Linked DNA regions of Cricetulus griseus: region 1 is linked to region 2. The links are chromatin contacts, called in public Hi-C maps. All regions are on one chromosome and are shown on one strand. Each heading gives the region's core, a stretch centred on a gene start, on an enhancer-like site or on the middle of the called end of the contact. The rest is flanking DNA. Distances are from core to core; before and after follow the strand shown.

The links. Hi-C and Micro-C count contacts between places; a contact is called where the count stands out from the background.
Region 1: a contact with region 2 is called in a Hi-C map of fibroblasts, with 4 times the contacts expected there. The contact joins two enhancer-like sites. A contact is called at or near these places in 6 of 8 Hi-C or Micro-C datasets (the CHK-Q cell line, the CHL-YN cell line, the CHO-K1 cell line and 2 more).

Annotation. Positions count from the first base shown.
Region 1 is chr5:53,712,397-53,715,852 of CriGri-PICRH-1.0, forward strand. The region is part of intron 4 of Nav1 (neuron navigator 1); the gene reads left to right. All of the region lies in intron 2 of LOC103163026 (a long non-coding RNA gene), which reads right to left. Among named protein-coding and RNA genes, the nearest start is that of Ipo9, 110 kb to the right of the region's middle. Within about 2 kb of position 1,980, at least 1 of the 6 cell types and tissues checked has open chromatin away from gene starts, as enhancers often do. A contact at or near this core is called in fibroblasts, where this site is marked.
Region 2 is chr5:53,589,852-53,593,639 of CriGri-PICRH-1.0, forward strand. The region is part of intron 1 of Nav1 (neuron navigator 1); the gene reads left to right. Among named protein-coding and RNA genes, the nearest start is that of Nav1, 20 kb to the left of the region's middle. Within about 2 kb of position 2,485, at least 2 of the 6 cell types and tissues checked have open chromatin away from gene starts, as enhancers often do. A contact at or near this core is called in fibroblasts, where this site is marked.

The DNA of each region.
Region 1 (3,456 bases), core at 730-3,229, 120 kb after region 2:
AAGCCCAGCCTAGCATCAAATCTTTAGAATCCTCTCTTATCCTAAAACCTGATGGTCAAAGGAAAAGGGATGGTAGTAGGATTTCTCTAGAAGTGTAATAGAAACAGATAGACCCAGCAGGTCATGGTGGTGTACACCTTTTATCCCAGCACTCAGGAGGCACTCTCAGGATAGATCTCTGAGTTGGAGGCCAGATTAGTCTATGGGGCGAGTTCCAGAACAGCCAGGGCTACACAGAGAAACTCTGTCTCAAAAACAAAACAAAACAAACAAAAAACAAAGAAAGAAAGGAAAAGAAAAGGGACATTACAACTAATACTCATTGCAAACAGGGCTAAAGGCCGGAGCCCTCTTCTGGTCCCTTGGCCCACAGTACTCACTATCCTTGACCTAGCCAGGGCTTCCCCAAGGGGATGTAAGTGCTAGTCATTGAGAAGTAACTGTCCCCTGGGCCTGTAAGCTTACCTCCTCCCCAAATTCTCTGCCAAGGCTGTGCTTGTACACCAGGCTGTATGAAGCTGAGCCACACTCCCATTGCAGCCAACCATGTGGAGTTCCCTTGCTGCCTTCAGATCACTGCAGGGATCTCCTTTCTCTCCAAAAGGACATTGATGAGGCATGATAGAAGGAGCCTGTCCTCCCACCTCCCCTGGAAAGCCACCTGCTTCAAGCACACTTTAAAAGAGCAGAAGTGAGACTTCCAGAGAACAGACTTGAAACCCACCCACTTACCCAGGGTACTGGAGTTGAAAGGCAAGCTGAATTCTCTCTCAAACTTTGGCTCTGAATATGAGCTTGCCAAAGGCCCATGGGTATTCAGAGCCTATTTCTACCTCGGGCTGGTTTGAATAATCCCTGTAGATCAGGCTCTACTCTTAAACTGTCCCCAGGAACAGGGTAGGTACTGCCTGGGTAGATGGCTCAGCAAAGCTGATGATGCCGACGCTAGGCTCTTTTCCAAGTGTGCTAACGTAGCCAGGACAGGGGGCTATCGGTATGGAGAAGCATGTCTATCCCAGGAGTGCAGAGCCTGCAAGGAAGCAATCCTAAGCAGAATGCCGAGGCAGCTTCTCCCAAGCCAGAGAGCCAGACAGCTGCCCATCTTGCAGCATTGCGGCATCAGCAAGGCTGCAGGCGGCCAAGGACCCATAGCGCCCCCGTGTGGTTCTTCTCTGCAACAAGCATAGAGACACGACAAGATGAATGAGGTTGGCATCCCCTGGCTACAATATGGAGGAGTAAGGTTTTGGTGGCTGTCTTACCAGAAACGTAAAGATGTAGCAGACAACAGAGAGCCGATTTGTACCAAAGGTATTTCCCCATCACCTTGAACAGGGATGTTGAGCCCTAGTCTTTTGAGGGGTATCCTGTTCTCAAAGCGTGCAATCAAATGCAAGGATTTCCCAAAATAGGACCCTCCAATCACATCACCTGATTTAGTATCTGGCAGTACAACAGATTCCTCTAGGCCGCTGAACCAGAAATTGGGGGTGACACCCTGGCATCTATGTTTAAAAGTAGGAGTTTTTACAGACCTCAGCCAGGCACAAAGATCAGACAGCCCAAGCTGGTGGGGAGGGGTCCTCTACCTATGTGAGAGCACAGGACCAGACTGCCAGAATTTAAGTGTTGTCTACACAGCTCCCTTACTTATAGACTAGGAAACTGAGGCCCAAGAAGTAGTCACTTACCCAGGTTCCACAGCTGGTTGGTATGTCCCCTTGGGATTTTTCCCTCATTGAAAATTAAAACTGCCCATGAACCGGGGAAACTCCTGCCTGGCAATTCCAGACTGTAATGCCTATGCCCACTTCTCTGTTTAGCCCCAGATTTGTTTGTAGTTCCTAGTTCTTGTATAACACCCCCATACGGCCAATGCATTTCTTAGTCCTGGCTTTCCGGTGCCTCGTGCAGCACCCAGCAGGACTCCAGCCTGCCCACTCACTGCCTGTGTGGTTCTCGAGGGTAAAGAGAAACTCCCTGGGAGTGGCTCTAGGGAGCAGGAGTGCTGAGCAGATACAAGCATAGCATTTGCTTCACCGCAGGGTTTGGTGACGCCTCCTCTGACAATATTGTGACTTAAGTTGCGGGGGGGGGGGGGGGTGAGTGGAATGATAGGATTAGTAACAGAATAAATAGTCCCCGCCTGCGTGCTCTACGACAGTGGAGTGTCTGCAGGCCTGGAGGCCTGCCCACCCAGCATCCTTATATGACCTCTGGGGTCAACAGATGATTTGCAAAGGGGTATAGGGAAGGGATGGAGTTACCCTTCAGACAAGCTGCTGTGCTCTACCCTAGGGCAAAGGAGATCTGTATACTGGGTCACCTGTCAGCTTTTAACACTTTCCCCGCCACGGTGTAGGACAGTGCAGGGGTGGGAATGACTCCAGTGCAAGATGACTGGTGCAGACCCTACAGAACTGCCTAGCTTAACTTGAGCACCTCTGGGGTACCCTGGAATGTGCCCTTAGACCAGGAGTGCACTGGGGTGGCCTCCTGCTCTTGCTGGAGTTGGTAGACTTATGTCCTGGAGTGGAGGAAAAGGAAGAAAAGATTCCAATTCCCAGAGACATTTGACCCACTAAAACACAAAGTACTGCTCAACAAATACTGGCAGTCATGTGGGGAAAGTCCCCAGTGTCTTTTTCCACTGTTGCAGTGGGTGAAAGTGGCCCAGTGGCTGGAGCTGGACTCTTTTTAGAAGCTGAAATTGTGATAGTTTTCCAGAATGTAAAGATCTGAACCATGTGCTGGGATCAATAGGGTCAGGGAATTTTCTCCCTCCAGAGAGTTGTTGAGAGGGGGTTGTGAAAGAGAAACAGATGCAGGGGGGCTCAGTCCCTCCTGTTTCCAGGTCCTTTAGGCTGGCCTGGATTTCTACATGAATCCAGGCCCAGGCCGTCCCCTGTGGTTAATTCTGGCTGTGATTTACCTCTTCTGCAGATATATCTCAGCCTCCATCCCAGCCCACAGCACGGGATGGTGAAAAAAGAGTTGAGGCCAGGAGTCACAGCAGCCCTGACTCCCTTCTGTGAACTTACAGGAGAGGTCATTTTTGTCCTTAATGTCATAGGTTGGCAGATGCTTTCAGGCCCCCTCTTGGCTCACGTCTGCCCATCCTGGGGGGCTTGCAACTCACCCAGCCACTCAGCAAAAGCCACTCCAGAGGTGAGGTGTCCATTCAGTTCTCAGTTGCCCTGCCCTGGTCCCACACCGCTCGTGTGGGTTCTGAAACTTTGGAAGTAATTAAGGTTTGCCAGTCAATCATTGCAATTTACTTAATTGCTGGCTAATAATTAAAACCTCACAGAATGTGGGGAAATCTGAGTACTGGGTGATGGATCCCCCTGAGCCTCCTCTCCCGGAACTTGCCTGACTCTGTTGGAGCTTTTTACCTTGAGCTGGATGGAGACTCGCTATACATTGCTATATCATGTTTTAGCCTTCTGGCCTGAG
Region 2 (3,788 bases), core at 1,235-3,734:
CCTCAAGGAAGCCCATATGTGGCTTTTGAGCCTCAGTATGGGGAGGGAGGCTTTGGCTTTTCCTCTGGCAGAGTTAGCTTCTCAGAAAGGAGAGTCCAAAAGAGTTTTGAGAGAGGAGCATATGCTGTAGCCAGCATATGCTGTAGCCAGCATATGCTGTAGCTTTTGCAGGTGATGCAGAGATGTGGAAGCACTGGCCTTCTCTCTCCTGGGTGATTTGGTGTAGAGCTTGCAAGAACAGCACAGTGTTCTCCACTTCCTTTAGAGTAGGGCCTAAGCCATCTGACACTAGCTGGTATATAAAGGCCTGGGCATGAAATTCTGGCAAAGGGAGATAGGAACTCTGGTTCATCCTTTGTCTGCATGTCCTTGCATCATTCTGTGGCTACCACAAGAGGGCACCGTTGCCCAGCACAACCCGCAGGATTCCCACGCCCTCTGCAGCAGCCAGCTGGCCCCCTGCGTCATTTGGGCTAGGAAAAGCAGCCAGGCTTAGTCTCTCAGCTCTACACTAGAAGAAATCCTGGGGATGGGAGTCTTGGGTGGGGAGCCCTGCGTTATGCAGAAAAACTAGGCAGGGTGGCTGAGTCTAAGACTTTAATGGCCTGGAGAGCAGAGCTGATCTGTTCTACCAGTGGTGTTTAGGACTCTGATTCTTGGCTTGGGTCCTATCTGCTACAAACTACCCTTGTCCCCACAAAATAAACTAATCTTCTTGCTTTCTTCTCCTGTGACTTCAGGATACTGAGTCCATTAGGCATGTTGGGTGACTTTGTACAGGATAAGGATAAGATGGTGTTGGTTGGCAGAAGCAAAAAGTCAGTGTTTACCAGCCTGGCTGTTTCTGGAATCTTTTTTTCTTGTGGTTATTGGGACCCGAAGTCACAGCCAGCTTTTTCTTCATCAATACAACCTTCCTGTGTGGCCATACTAACTTGTCCATTGTAGATGGACAAAACCCGTCCCAAATCATTATTGACTTAGCCTTGGACTTCCTTGGCTAATGACTAACAGGACTCCTGCATCTGGGGCAATTTGGAGGAAGTACAGGAGGAACAGGGATAAACACAGGACCCTGGTTCACTGCCAGAGTCCTTGGCCATAGCATGGCTGGAGAGGCAACCATTTAGTGAAATCCCATCTCCTATTGCTTCAAGTCCCAAGCTGCTGTTCCCTTAGAAACTGCTGTCTCTATAAACCCGTATCTGTGACCATGTGTCTGTATTTCTCTTTCCCTCTCTGCAGACCTCTTGGGAATGGAGGAACTGCAAACACTTTGGGGTCTGTGGATCTATGCCATAAGCTGGGTCTCCCCGGCTCTGCTACAGTGATGGACAGGCCAAGCTGCTTTCTAGGCCAGGTGCTACAGAGCAGGCAGTGGGCTCAAGGGGCTCTGCAGCACCCCCTTGTACCCCACCCCACCCCTACAGGCTCCCCTATTGTGTGCCTCCAACCATTGCTTTTTCTAGAGACCCTAAGCCACAGCTTTACCGAGACATTGGGCTGGGGCCTTTTCATTATCCTGAGCCTTCTCTCCCAGGGACCCCCCAACAGCCCTGCCCAGACCACAGCTTGCCCTTACACTGTGAGGGCTCCTCTAGCAGAAAGATGAGAGCTCTTCTAGGATCCTTCTCTTGTCTTTACGTGGACAGACCATCTGGTTGCTGTGGAATATGGTCAGGGCACTGTCCTAGATGTAGCGATATTTAATATTAGAGGATATGGATGGGAAGATGAACTGGCTCCTAGTCTAGATGATAACACAGGAAGAGATAAATGTGCAGTCACAGGGCCACCCAGAGGCAGGGTGTGGTCCCACCTGACTTTCCATCAAGGGTCTGCTCTTACTAGCTGTGACTGAATGAGAGGACTTCGAGCGCTATGAAGACTGAACATATATGAGACTGGCATATAGTAGGCATTATAGAAAAATAGACTTATTTCTCTTCCACCTTTGTTCCCAAGCTTTTCTTCTGATTCCTTTATCTCTAGACTTTGGAAGTTCTCCGGGGATAGAGATGGTCCTACTGCAGCCCTGACTCTTCCACAGTTGCTGACTTGAGGTCTAGGGGTGTGGTCCCCACTTGTCTCAGAGTGGCAGTGTCTTGGTCACCAGATTGGGAGATCTCTGCAGGTAGGGGCTGTATTTCCTCCAGCAGCTTCCTATGCCTTAGTCAATAAGCACAGTTCTGTGGAAAACCACACACTGAGTGTGACCAGTGACATGTAAGAATGACTGAGTGGCCCCTGCTTATGGAGGTACCTAGTAGCTCCCAGGGTGTTTCCCTAAGGTTAAGTGTACCCCAGAACTTGGGTCCTTGTGGACAGAGGGTGTTTCTGAAGTGCAGACATCTGGAGGGCAGATGTAGAGTTGGCTGGGAGGAATGAAGTCCTGGAAAAGTTGGGATTCCAGGCCCCATGACTCACTCCCCCATCACAGCCACTCCTCGGCAGCTGGGCTGCCTAAGGCTTGAGGCCTGGACTGCATGGAGTTAGCCAGCCAGGTGTGGCTTAGTAGTGGTCCCTGGTCTGGGACACAGCTGCCTCTCAGCTGGATAGGGCTGGAGAACTGAGGGAGTGCTATACATCATACTCTCAGAGTTCTCAGGCTCCTCTGAGTGTAGCTGAGGGTATAATCTTACATAGGTCATTTTGGTAATGTGTGAAAGCAGAAGGTAGCTTTCTCTTTCTGTTTCAGCTGGGATGGGGTTCTCAGCTTGCTCTTAGTGTTTCCTGGCCTGGGGGGGTGATGGAGGTGAGCAGATGCTCTGGGGCGGGGTAGGTTCTGTCTCTAGTGTTTGTCAACAGGCATATAGTCAAAGCAGCAGAAAGGTAGATGGATTCTGAGGTCAGTGCCTTGGTCCAAGTCCCCAATGATGGTGAAAGCAGTTTGAAATCTGTCTTAGCATCAGTCTCCTCTTTTGAAATGAGGTTAACAACAGCTCAGGGTGAGGGCTAGGTCAGCGAGGTCCCGTGGGGGAGCATGCTTAGCAAACAAGTCTTGCCAGGATAGAGGGTTGTGAGATTTAGGGGTGGCCTGGGCCCTGATTAAGCTGTCTTGATCTTGTAGTGTAGCCCTCACAGAGGACAATGGGACAATGGGGTGGGGAGCGACAGTCTACAAGGTGACAGGAAAATCTGAGGGTGCAGGCCTAGAGTGTGAGCCCTAGTGACATTCTCCCTGTGTGCCCTCAGTAGCAGGAAAGGCTTACCCTCAGAACTTGGAGAGCCTCTGGATTCGGGAAGCCAGATTGGATGACATAGTGTCAGTTTATCGGTTGTTATTGGCCCAACATGTTTTTCTGTAGTGTAGCTCAGCCCTGAAAAATTTGCTAAAACTTGACCAGAGGACCTGAGACTCCTAACTCCTACATTAATGGGGTGGTGGTACCCTAAATCTCTGCTCCAAGTATTCTAGGACCCCTCTTCAATGAGGTAAGGAAGAACCGGAGTCTAGAGTTGGATGCAGGAGCTCTTGGGTCGTCAGGTCTCCATCTACAAATGAGGGTAGGTTCCTATTTCAGTGGACCGCTGTAAGGGTGGAACGAGGTGGTGTTGCAAGAGCTGTGGAAGGCAGATGTGACTGTGGTGAGCTGGAGCTGTGATGGCAGAGGCTGTGCTTGCAGACAAGTCTCAAGGGCCCAGCACTCTGTGTGGGACAGTCCGTGCTGTGAGACGGCTGGCTCAAGGTGAGCCCCCATACCTCCTGCACTTCTGCTTGGACCCCTCTCAGTCTTCACCCTCACCCCTCACTATAGAGAGAATGGAGTGTTGTCCTCTGCTCCTAT